Regions from separate parts of the Xenopus laevis genome. Here region 2 is linked to region 1. The links are chromatin contacts, called in public Hi-C maps. All regions are on one chromosome and are shown on one strand. The core of a region is the stretch at or near the end of the contact, and the rest is flanking DNA. Distances in the headings are between cores, read along the strand shown. Region 1 has its middle 36 kb from the start of arl4c.S. Region 2 holds the start of ugt1a6.S (UDP-glucuronosyltransferase 1-6).

Region 1 (5,154 bases), core at 1,035-3,534:
CACTTTGCACTGACAATGTATGAACTTTATTTGTGTAAAAAGGACTGATGATGTAATGAGGGTGCCAAAATTCACAAGAGGGGGAGGGTATTTAAACTATTGTTCACTCAGAGCACATCATCCTTGATAAAGGTCCCCAGGTGGGACCGAAACGTTGGACAATGCTGTGTTACAAATAAAAACACTTTAATTCACCTTTACTCGAGTGTGCTGATCCCTGCATCGATTGTATCATTCCAATTGATCGTGCACCTCGCCTGCGACAAAGACAGAGTGCGGACACCCAAGCATCTTTATATATATATGTTTGTGTGTATGTATACACCTTTATATATACAGAAAATTAAAAAAGGCAGGTGTAGGCATACATTTTAAACCACTTCCAAGTAAGGGATCAAAACAGGTTTTCTGGATAAAAAGGCTCATTGTTCCTATTAAGCAGAATTGTAAAATACCTTCAGAAGCAGACAAGCCCTAAGATCTGTGAAGTCTTTTTCATTCATAAAACAACATAAAACCAATTCTGAAGTTTATTCCAGTCTTGAAATTGAAATTTGTTTTATTGGTTTTAATTCCTAGGATTTACATCTTTGTTTCTGTTCCCCTATAATGTGGTGGTAAATATTCAAAGTACCGGCAAACTGACGATTTTCATGATTTTTACGATATTGGGGTGAAACACAGAAAATGAGGTCCAACCGAAGGAGTGACCCCACCTGGGTGCTGCAACACGTTTCGCATCTATAAGGCTTTATCAAGCAGTTGCAGCAGGAGTTGCATCTCCCACCATGAGAGAGATTCAGCAGCCCTGCTTGCGGTCCAGAATCTGCAATGTGTCGATCATAGGAAATCCAAGCAGGCTGTCACCTAGCACAAGCAGTAGTAGCGTCTGTATTAACCCACTGTGCAGTCACAGGAGAGAACCTCCTTTCTCCCCCTTCTAAACGTACCTTTGCAGTACTCTGGCAAGGTCCTACAGCTGCTGTGACAAAACTTAAAATACATTATCATATATCCACTGTTTTTGATCCAGGGGAAGAAAAAAACCCAGCCTGAAGCCAGTGCCAATTATGCTTTAAGAGGGAAAAAATTCTTTCCTGACCCCAATGGCGATAGGAAACATTCCCTGGATCAAGTATCCGGAATTAACATCAATTAATACAATGCTGACTCTCACATTTATACTGTAAAGGTACAGAAACCACAATGTAACAGTGAATTCAGGTAAACATCCACATTCAGTTATTAATAAATAATATGAGAATTCCTGACATTCCTGTGTTTGACAATTTTAATGATGAAGTGTAATTTTCAGATATGGGACTTTCAGTTCTGTTCTTCTCTCACAATCTCATGTCTTTTGTATCAGAATAAAAATAAAAAACTTATACATGTTGGTGCCATTTTCTGTTGCATTTACTCTAAGCAGTCTTTGCAGAATCACAGGGGAGTCTCTGGGTTGTTGCTAGGCAGCAGGGCTGGAACTAGGGGTAGGCAGAAGAGGCAGTTGCCTAGGGGGCAATAAAAGGGGGGAGCTGGGCAGCTACCTCTAAAACTGTGTTCTGCCTACCCCCTAGTCCGCACCTCTTTCACACTTTTTCCCTCTTGACACCTACCCCTCTTTTGTCGCTCTCCCTCTCTTCCCCTCCATTGCTGTCCCCTCCCTCCGTCACTCATCCCTCCCCGCCTGTCTCTTCACTTGTGCATGCGTTTGCGTGCGCCGGGGCAGGGCTTGCCAGCCAGGTTGCCTAGGGAGCCCAGCTGGCCTGGCCCAGCCCTGCCAGGCAGCGAGTGTAGGAAGTACAACTAAGCTGTGGTTTACCTTGCATCATTTTCCATCAATTGGATCACCATACCTTAAGTAAATAATTATTTATTCAAATTAGTTAATAGAAAATAATAATAATAAAAAAATGACAGGCATGGTATCCCTTATCCTGGAGCCAAATATTCAGAAAGCTCTGAAATATGGGAAGGCCATCTCAGTCCATTTTAGGCAAATAATTCTCAGTCTGCTAAAAATCTTTTAAATATCAAATAAACCTGTTTTATGGATTTTCCACTCCACCCTGCAAATAGTCAATGAGCCGTTATGTTTCCTAATTGTGATGGTTCAGTAGCATAACTTCAGGGAAAGAGCATTTTTAGAGGGTGCTTTCTATGGATGTTTTACCACATTCTATCACAAGATGGCAGACTAGTACAAGGTATTTCCATCCTGTGAGACCTGCATGTGAACCTCTTGCATGTGAATAATTTATGGCTGCAGATGAGATGTGTGCAAGGACTGGGAGGAAGGTTACAGAAAGCTCAGCAGCCTGCAGGGTTTACATAAATCAATAGCCAAATGCTGCTGTGTGCCACTTGCACAAGTGACAGTGGGATAACCCATTGCTTCCAGCACAGTGGCAAAGCCAAATACTTTGTACTAATTCTAACCTTCAGTAATATTATATATTTATTTTATAATGTATCCATACAAGTTAAATGTACTGAGTGTGCAGCAGGGATATCTTTTTGTTAGGTTATATGGCATGCAGTATTTCCTGATCTAAATGCCTTTTATTCTTATTACATCTGTATTATGATTTGTTGCTGCCACTGGATGAATATGTGGGTGTCCTGGATGGTTTATCTGTTGGAAGGGGGGTTGTTATTCTTTTATTTATTTACAAAAAAAGGTTGTAGTTTCATAAATACTTATGGTGATGAGTATGATGAATTCTAGTGTCAGGGCAAGGGGGTGCATTTGTGGGGTAGTGCTTATAGTAAGGCAAGGTAGAGTCCGGGGATAGGGTTGCAATTGTGTGAATACATTAAGGGGAGTTGGCATCAGAGGAAGGAACTGCAGCTGTGTAATAGTGTAAAGCTTTGGTTGAACAAAAACTCTCAACATTTATTGGCACATAAATGCTGATGGAGCATGTGAGATTTATAATTTATTAGCAGCTTCAGGTAGGACAATCTTCTTTACAAAACCCATGAGGCCCAAAAATGGCTATTTTGCTCAAGGCCCCACTAGCCCTAAGGGCAGCTCCAGTCACAGCTGGACAGGCAGAAGATGACTGTCCTAGCACTATAATCCCCTTTAACATGGTGCATGCAGAGAGTTAACAAGGAAAGTCAATTGGGAGACTATTGTGCTCTTTCCCTATTTACAGGTGCAAAATGAATTAGCCCAAGATTTGCTCTTTATTCTATTGCCTGGTGACTATTACATGTGCGACTTTACTTGGAGGCTTAATAATGCTTCTGACAGCTTGCTAGCATATAAATAAACACTTTGTAGCAATCCCAAGCCTTTCAATAAAAATGCACATACCTCCACCAGAATAAGGATTTATGGTCCTTCACCTGTTGTTTTTCAACAGAGCAGGAAGCAATCTTCCTTGCACAATATCCAGCTGCGAATGAATTACAGAGACCTCAGAAATATGTGTCCCTCTGAGCATTATTATCTTTATAATGAACAGAAGACCAGTAGGCTCAATCATGCTATACTGTATATGCTGTCAATAGGAGTAATCAATGAAGACGTTTCACTACACATCCGAGCAGCTTCTTCAGTTCAACTGACTGGTGTGGGAAATTCTCGGCATAAACTCTTCCACTATTCCATTTACAATGGCACATTGTGACTCTTCAATGTGACATTGTAAATGGATTGGTGGAAGAGTTTATATGCCGAAAACTTCCCACACGAGTCAGTTGAACTGAAGAAGCTGCTTGGATGTGTAGTGAAACGTCTTCATTGATTACTCAGCAAGACCAGTTGTTTTTAGATTGACCTATACTAGATATACCATGACCTGGATGAATGAAAATCTTCATAGTCATACTGTCAATAGGAGGTTAAGGTTTTGGGTTTTAAAATGCCTGGCCAGCTGAACTGAAATGTAGAAATTTGAAGAGAATCACACAAACATCAAATATGTTGCAGGTGGGGAGCTTCCCCTTTTCTTTATTGTGACAGCCTGTGCATGAACGTTTCGGGGGGGATTAACCCTCCCTTCGTCTCTCCTGAATATGTGCTCCGTGCTCCGCAGCAAGCGACTGGTTGGCACGCCGCCCTTAATAATTTGCTGCCCTAGGCCCGGGCCTTTGTGGCATCGCCACAAATCTGGGCCTGCTGACGAACTATATATATATATATATATATATATATATATATATATATATATATATATATATATATACACAGAAAAGCATAACCCCTCCTATAAAGAATTTCATTAATTACTGCTAAATAGCAGGACCAGATTTAGTGTTAAAGGGATAAAACTAAAGGTCTAAACTTATAGGCTGTTGGTTGTTGTTTAATATAAACTCCCTGTTCCCCCACTTCTAGCACAGATATAGAGTACCAAAGGTTGCCAAGATTGCCAGTCAATACATGCACCCACTAACATTTCAAGGGCCGATGGTGGAGCTTCATTTCTGTCACTTGAGTATATCACTGATTTCCCCACAATCTTCCTACCTACAATTACTGCACAGAGGATCCTCACAAATGTCTGGGACACATGGGCCGCACAGGGAATTGGTGTGTTTACTTCAGAAACACAACTATAGTTTATACAAACAAGCCACTGTGTAGCCATGGGGACAGCCATTCAAGCACAGGATACACAGTAGATAACAGATAAGTTCTGAAGAATACAATTGTATACTACAGAGCTTATCTGTTATCTGCTGTTTATACTTTGCTTTTTCTCCTTTTTCCAGCTTGAATGGCTGCCCCTATAGCTACACAGCAGCTTGTTTACATACACTGTAGTAGTCTACCTGAAGTAAACACACTACTTTTACAAGTGAAGCACAACACTACATTATATTTACATTATTTTAAAACTCTTTCATTTTTTGGTGTTACTGTTCCTTTAAGTAAAAATAACGTGTCTTTTAAAAAGGGTCCCAGTAGAACTTGTGGGGAAATAGTTGATGGATATATGATAGTAATCTGATAGAGATAGATTGATAGACAGATTGATAGACAGATAGATAGATAGATAGATAGATAGATAGATAGATAGATAGATCGATTGATGATAGAAAGATGATAAAATATAGATGAGAAATATATGATAGAAGAGAAATAGATAGAGATAGATGAGAAACAGATAAAGATAGATAGATAGATAGATGATAAATAGA
Region 2 (5,154 bases), core at 947-3,446, 160 kb after region 1:
ATGGACTGGGCATTTATAAGTGAAGTTTCGTTGGGCAACAAGAAGTAGTTCTGGTGAGCAGAGAACTCTAAGAATGGGAGAGGAATACCCATGGGCCATGTATTAGATCTTTTTTCTCATTATAACATATTGTAACATAGGTCACTGAGTTTATCTGTAAAGAATGATCTTTCACGAGAATGATTACGAGAAGTTACTAATTACTAGAGATAAGAATGTTACATATGGTTGATTTTAGTCTTACTTGTTATTATGATACAATGTATGTAGATATGGGTAAGTTTTAATTCCTTATGGATTATAGTTTGCAACATCAGTGTGATGGGTTAATGATAGTTGCTGAACATATGACGATACATATACGCAATCAGTGCTGTGTGTTTCCCGCCAATTAAACATTAAACATAAACATAAACAATGTTCACTGTCTATTTAGCTACTTTGAGAAAGGCTCTGGAAGAGCCGAAACCTTAGTCCATAGCTCTCTAATAAATTATTTTTATTTTTCCAAAACCTGTGAGTGCTGATCTCCCTTTTTTGTTTTGAATAGTTCATTTACTGATCGCGCACAAAAGCACGTTTATTTTGTTTTATCGTGAGTGCTGGCATCCCTTGAAATACTGTTTTTGTCTGCCAGTACTGCTCAGGCCCAGACCTGCAAGTTGTAAGTTGCCATAGACAGTCACTATTTATTGCGCTGGTGGGGGGCAGTTTGGGCCTCTGTGTATCAGAAATGCCAGGGCCTATTTTGAATCTCAGTCCAGACCTGGTCCTGCTTCTACACTGTCTCAATAAATTTCCAGAAATCTTTTTTCTTTCCAGAGTTAGTGCCCCCACTAACTGGCTTGAGGTAAGAAGTAGCGTAGTGCTGCAACTCCACTAATAAATGCACAGTAGATTAAAAGCTAACAATTTTACTTTACTGCACATGTGCTATATGTTAGTTTATTTCCCTACCCTGTGAATTTTGCCGTAACAGGAAAACAGGCCAAGGGAAAAAAACATAATGCCTGTTGTATGGATATAATAAATCATGGCAGGAAATTATAGAGAGTAAAAAGAGAAATTTAGTTCTCACTGATCAAGGCAAGAACAGTTCGTATAACTGAAATAGTTTAACTTCTGAAAAAGCATGAAACTTCTAAACAAATCAAAATCGACTTTTTCTGGAAGGAGCAAGATGCATTTCTAACATAGTGCAGTAAATAGAACAAAACACATACCTGGGGTAAGGGCTTTCTATTCACACAGTTGATTCCTCCAATAAAAATCACATTTGGCATTACAGGTCTGGGAAATTCAAAAACAAAGTCATACCTCATCAGCCAGATAGAAGTACGGCTGAAAAGACTCAAAGCATTAACTTCTTTTTTCAAAAAATCTGAAGCCAGCTGTGCATACGGGTAATAAAAAATATGGCAAACGATATGCTCCAGGGAATGGATAAGAAAGTTATTCACCCTCTGTCCGAAGGACATGTTGTCTGTATACACAGTGAACATCCTGGGTACATAGGAGGGAGGACTAGGAGTCAGAGAAGCTATTTGGTCCATCCCAAATATAGTCCCCCTCATAAAGGACACAGAAGGGATGGAAAGGTGTTCAGCGACTATCGCACCACATGGAAAGACAGAGTCAGTTAGCATTGCATCAAAACCTTCTTTCTCCAGTTCCCTAATGAGGGTTGAGTTCTGCAAGAAGTCCTTACATGTAGTTAAAATCAGCTGTGTACCATTTAATGCACTTTCATACAAGAACTTAATCTTCTGTGTAAGAATCCTGTCTACAAATAATTCTTGGCTCATACGCCTCATATGATTTTCCAAAACATCTTTGCTGTAGGACGAAGAGTATGTTTTCACAGTGTAATTATCTATATCCTTGAAAAGAAAATTTGCTTCTGGGATGGCCAAAACAATATGGTGACCCTTTTGTGCCAACCTGTCCACTAACAAGCGCATGCTGAGCCAGTGGCTACCATCCTGCGGGACCACCAGCAGCCTGCCGCCATCAGCGCAACCCAACACCAACAAGAGGAAGAATCTTCTGAAAAAACAGCAGGAGGAAGATGAATCTGTGACAACCATGTCGAAGCTTTACAATCCAGACTGTATATCTCTTAGAATGATCTCAGACAATGCCCACGTGCTGGAAAACCACTGATAAGTGAGTCCAAAGGTCTTGCTGCTTTTTGTTTGTTCATTTCCAAATGAACTTTGATTTTCAGATAAACTCCTCAGGGTGTCAAGGCAATTCTTCAATAACTGAGACTGACAGATTTCAAAAGTACTTTATCCTTGTTCTTTTTCATAGGCAATTGTGCAATTGTGACCACAGGTCAGGCCAACAGGTGTAACTCAGGAACATACACTCATTGTCACGCATTTAATCCAGCAATGCTGTGTTATTTGATGTATATTGAGATATTTTTTACTCTGCCTTTGCTTAGATCTTTTATCACAACCACTTTGTTCACAAAGGGATGTTAAGTTTTCCTTCAAAGTGTGCTGATTCTAATAGAACAAAAATTCTGATAGAAAGGGAATATAACTGAAGTATAATAATAACTTTCCCTTACTAGCCCCTACTCCACTGCCAGCTGCAGCATATGCAGGGCAGAATTGGCAGTCACTATGACTGAGGCCTCAATCTCCGGTGATTTGCACCCATGGGAAAAGGAATATTTGTCTTCAAAAGAGAGAGTTACAGGTAAAATTGAGCTCTTTTGCATGCAGTTGAGGAGGTGGGTAGTGCTAGTCAGTAGAGGAGGGGGAAATCATTAGACTTTATTTTTCATTCTCATTTAAAAGAAGACACTTATATATGCACCATTTCTTTACTGGTTACTGGTACTCTTCACTGCATGAAGCAGCAAACATTTGATTCTTTTGAAAGCAGCAGGGTAGAAAACAATGCTGTGTACTGAGCGGAGCATGACCCAGATGAAATTGAGCACATAAGACTTTAACACTTATAGGAGTCCTGTGTGGTCTGTTTGAATTGGCTCCCACTCTGCTCGGGACACAGCATGGCAACCAGCCCTGTTGCTTTCACGAGGATCTAAACATCTGCTATGACATGCAGCTGAAAACACCATCGCTAACATCATGTACACATCAGAAAAAATGTGATTTATAATATATTTATGTAGGGACCCATAGGGTTTATATACTCCCTAAGGCTTCCTTATTTGCATATTTGTTGAGTGGAAGCCCTTGTAGCTAGTTTCTTTATTTTATATATTTGTATTTGTCCTAGAAGGACCCAACCTCTAGCAAAGTCGGGGATCAGGCACCCTGACAACAAGACTTTAGCCAGATACAGGTTATAAATTGTAATAGCACTTTCTAGGAAAATGAGACAGAAAGAATTAGTTATAACACCATGTGCTCCAACTAGGAGAGAAAGCAGGCAGACGTTTTTAAATGTATATAAACAATCCAAACTTTTTTCTGCCTTTATATATAGAAAAATGGTATTTTATCCGATGTGAGATGCACAATGTTGGCTCTCCTGCAATCATGAGCTTCCGTATTATAGACACATAATAGAAACAAAGGCACACTCCACTCAATGCTTCTGCAAAAAACTCCAATGACTCTTTTCTTTAAGGTGAGATCCCAGCAAAAGTTTCAGGGGCAAGCCCCTTCATCAAGTGCTTTCAATCTTAGGCTCTGTTTGCCTAAGTGAATGGATCACAGTTCTGACAATAGAATTAGGCTATATTCTATCCCTGTTCCACTGTAGGGAATCCGGACCACATTAGGCATTTAATCCTAGAAGGTAACCCTTTCAACTCCCCAAGCTGTTTCCATATGGTGCCATATTGTGCTGTAATGATATTGATCATTATTTGCAGCACTACCTCATTGGATATGTGCATATATAACTGGTGCTCTATCCTGCCCGAGCAGGACAAGGCAGAACCTAGCCAAATTATGGTTACTTTTATATAATGTACACTGTAAAATTGCTTGTTTTAAACTGTTCTTTTCTGTTTAAAGACAGAATTTACATTTCCTTTAATCAAATTAAGAACTTTCCAGCCTGCCCTTATGTAAGCAATATCAAGTTTGAATCTTGCAATATCATAACTAAGAAAGGGAGGGGAATGATTGGTCTGCAGGAGTTTTGAAGGATGAAAAAAGACAGTGACCTGAGAACTAAGAAATGGATTCCACTATTCATGCATAGTAGTCACTATTGCTTAAATACATTATAAGGGCTCTTACAATTGAGCATTGTTTTCTGTGATCCCAAGCTCTAGTTTTTTAGTTCTTTCCACCCTGCAGGAACACATGAGTTAACAGGCCCATTTATTCTTTAGAGGGGTTTGGTTTCATTTGCATTTGACATTTCACTGTCTAAATGGAGAAGAGCCTGTGTTTCATACAATGGAAAGCATTAGTGATGTACAGGCCGACCCGACCCGATACCTGCGGGACCCGTGGTTCATGTCGACCCAGCACTGCTCCTCGTGGGTAGTGAGCGGGTGCGGGTTGAGCTCTTCTCCTGCTCTCCCCGCCCGCCACCTTCAAATGCCGGCTTCCAGGTGCCGGTTTTATAGTCTTGCGTCTGCTTGCCCCACCCCTTTTGTGACACCATCGGCGGGGCGGTGCGGGTGTATAAAAGGACCCCGGAAGCGCGGGTGCGAGCGGGCACGGGCTAGAGCAGGGCGGGTTAGGGTCAGGTGCGGGTCAGGAAAACCCTGACCCGCACATCACTAGAAAGCATATAATGGCCACCACACATGATCACAGGGAAAAAAGATCAGTCCCCTATTCCATGATGATTATGCTTCTCTTGCACCCTTTAGATGGATTCTAGAACTCACTCATCATAAAGAATCATATTCAGTATGTATAAGATTGGAAAAGCATGTGCCATCTGAAAATAATGCACTGACTGCTTTTTGTGCAAGGTAAAAAGCCTCAACAGTAAAATGGCTCGAGAAACTACATATTTTTAGAAGTATACAGGCTAGCTAATTACAGATCTGATAAATATGTGTTTTTATCCCAAAGTACCCAACTGCAAAATGTTGCTACACTAAATTAACTAAATTGCCCAGATCCCAGTATGCAGAAAATTGCCAAAATATGTGGCATGTAAAGACCCAAGAATTAGAGTGGTACATACAACTTTCTATGGTAC

The links. Hi-C and Micro-C count contacts between places; a contact is called where the count stands out from the background.
Region 2: a contact with region 1 is called in a Hi-C map of the XL177 cell line, with 2.8 times the contacts expected there. The contact joins the promoter of ugt1a6.S here to the enhancer-like site in region 1. A contact is called at or near these places in 2 of 4 Hi-C or Micro-C datasets (the XL177 cell line and animal cap).

The regions. Positions count from the first base shown.
Region 1 is chr9_10S:73,498,262-73,503,415 of Xenopus_laevis_v10.1, forward strand. No RefSeq gene overlaps it. Among protein-coding and RNA genes, the nearest start is that of arl4c.S, 36 kb to the right of the region's middle. Within about 2 kb of position 2,285, at least 1 of the 7 cell types and tissues checked has an H3K27ac peak or open chromatin away from gene starts, as enhancers often do.
Region 2 is chr9_10S:73,656,818-73,661,971 of Xenopus_laevis_v10.1, forward strand. ugt1a6.S (UDP-glucuronosyltransferase 1-6) reads right to left here and starts at 2,197. Exons shown (of 5, transcript XM_018238945.1): 1 at 1,224-2,197. The coding sequence starts at 2,087.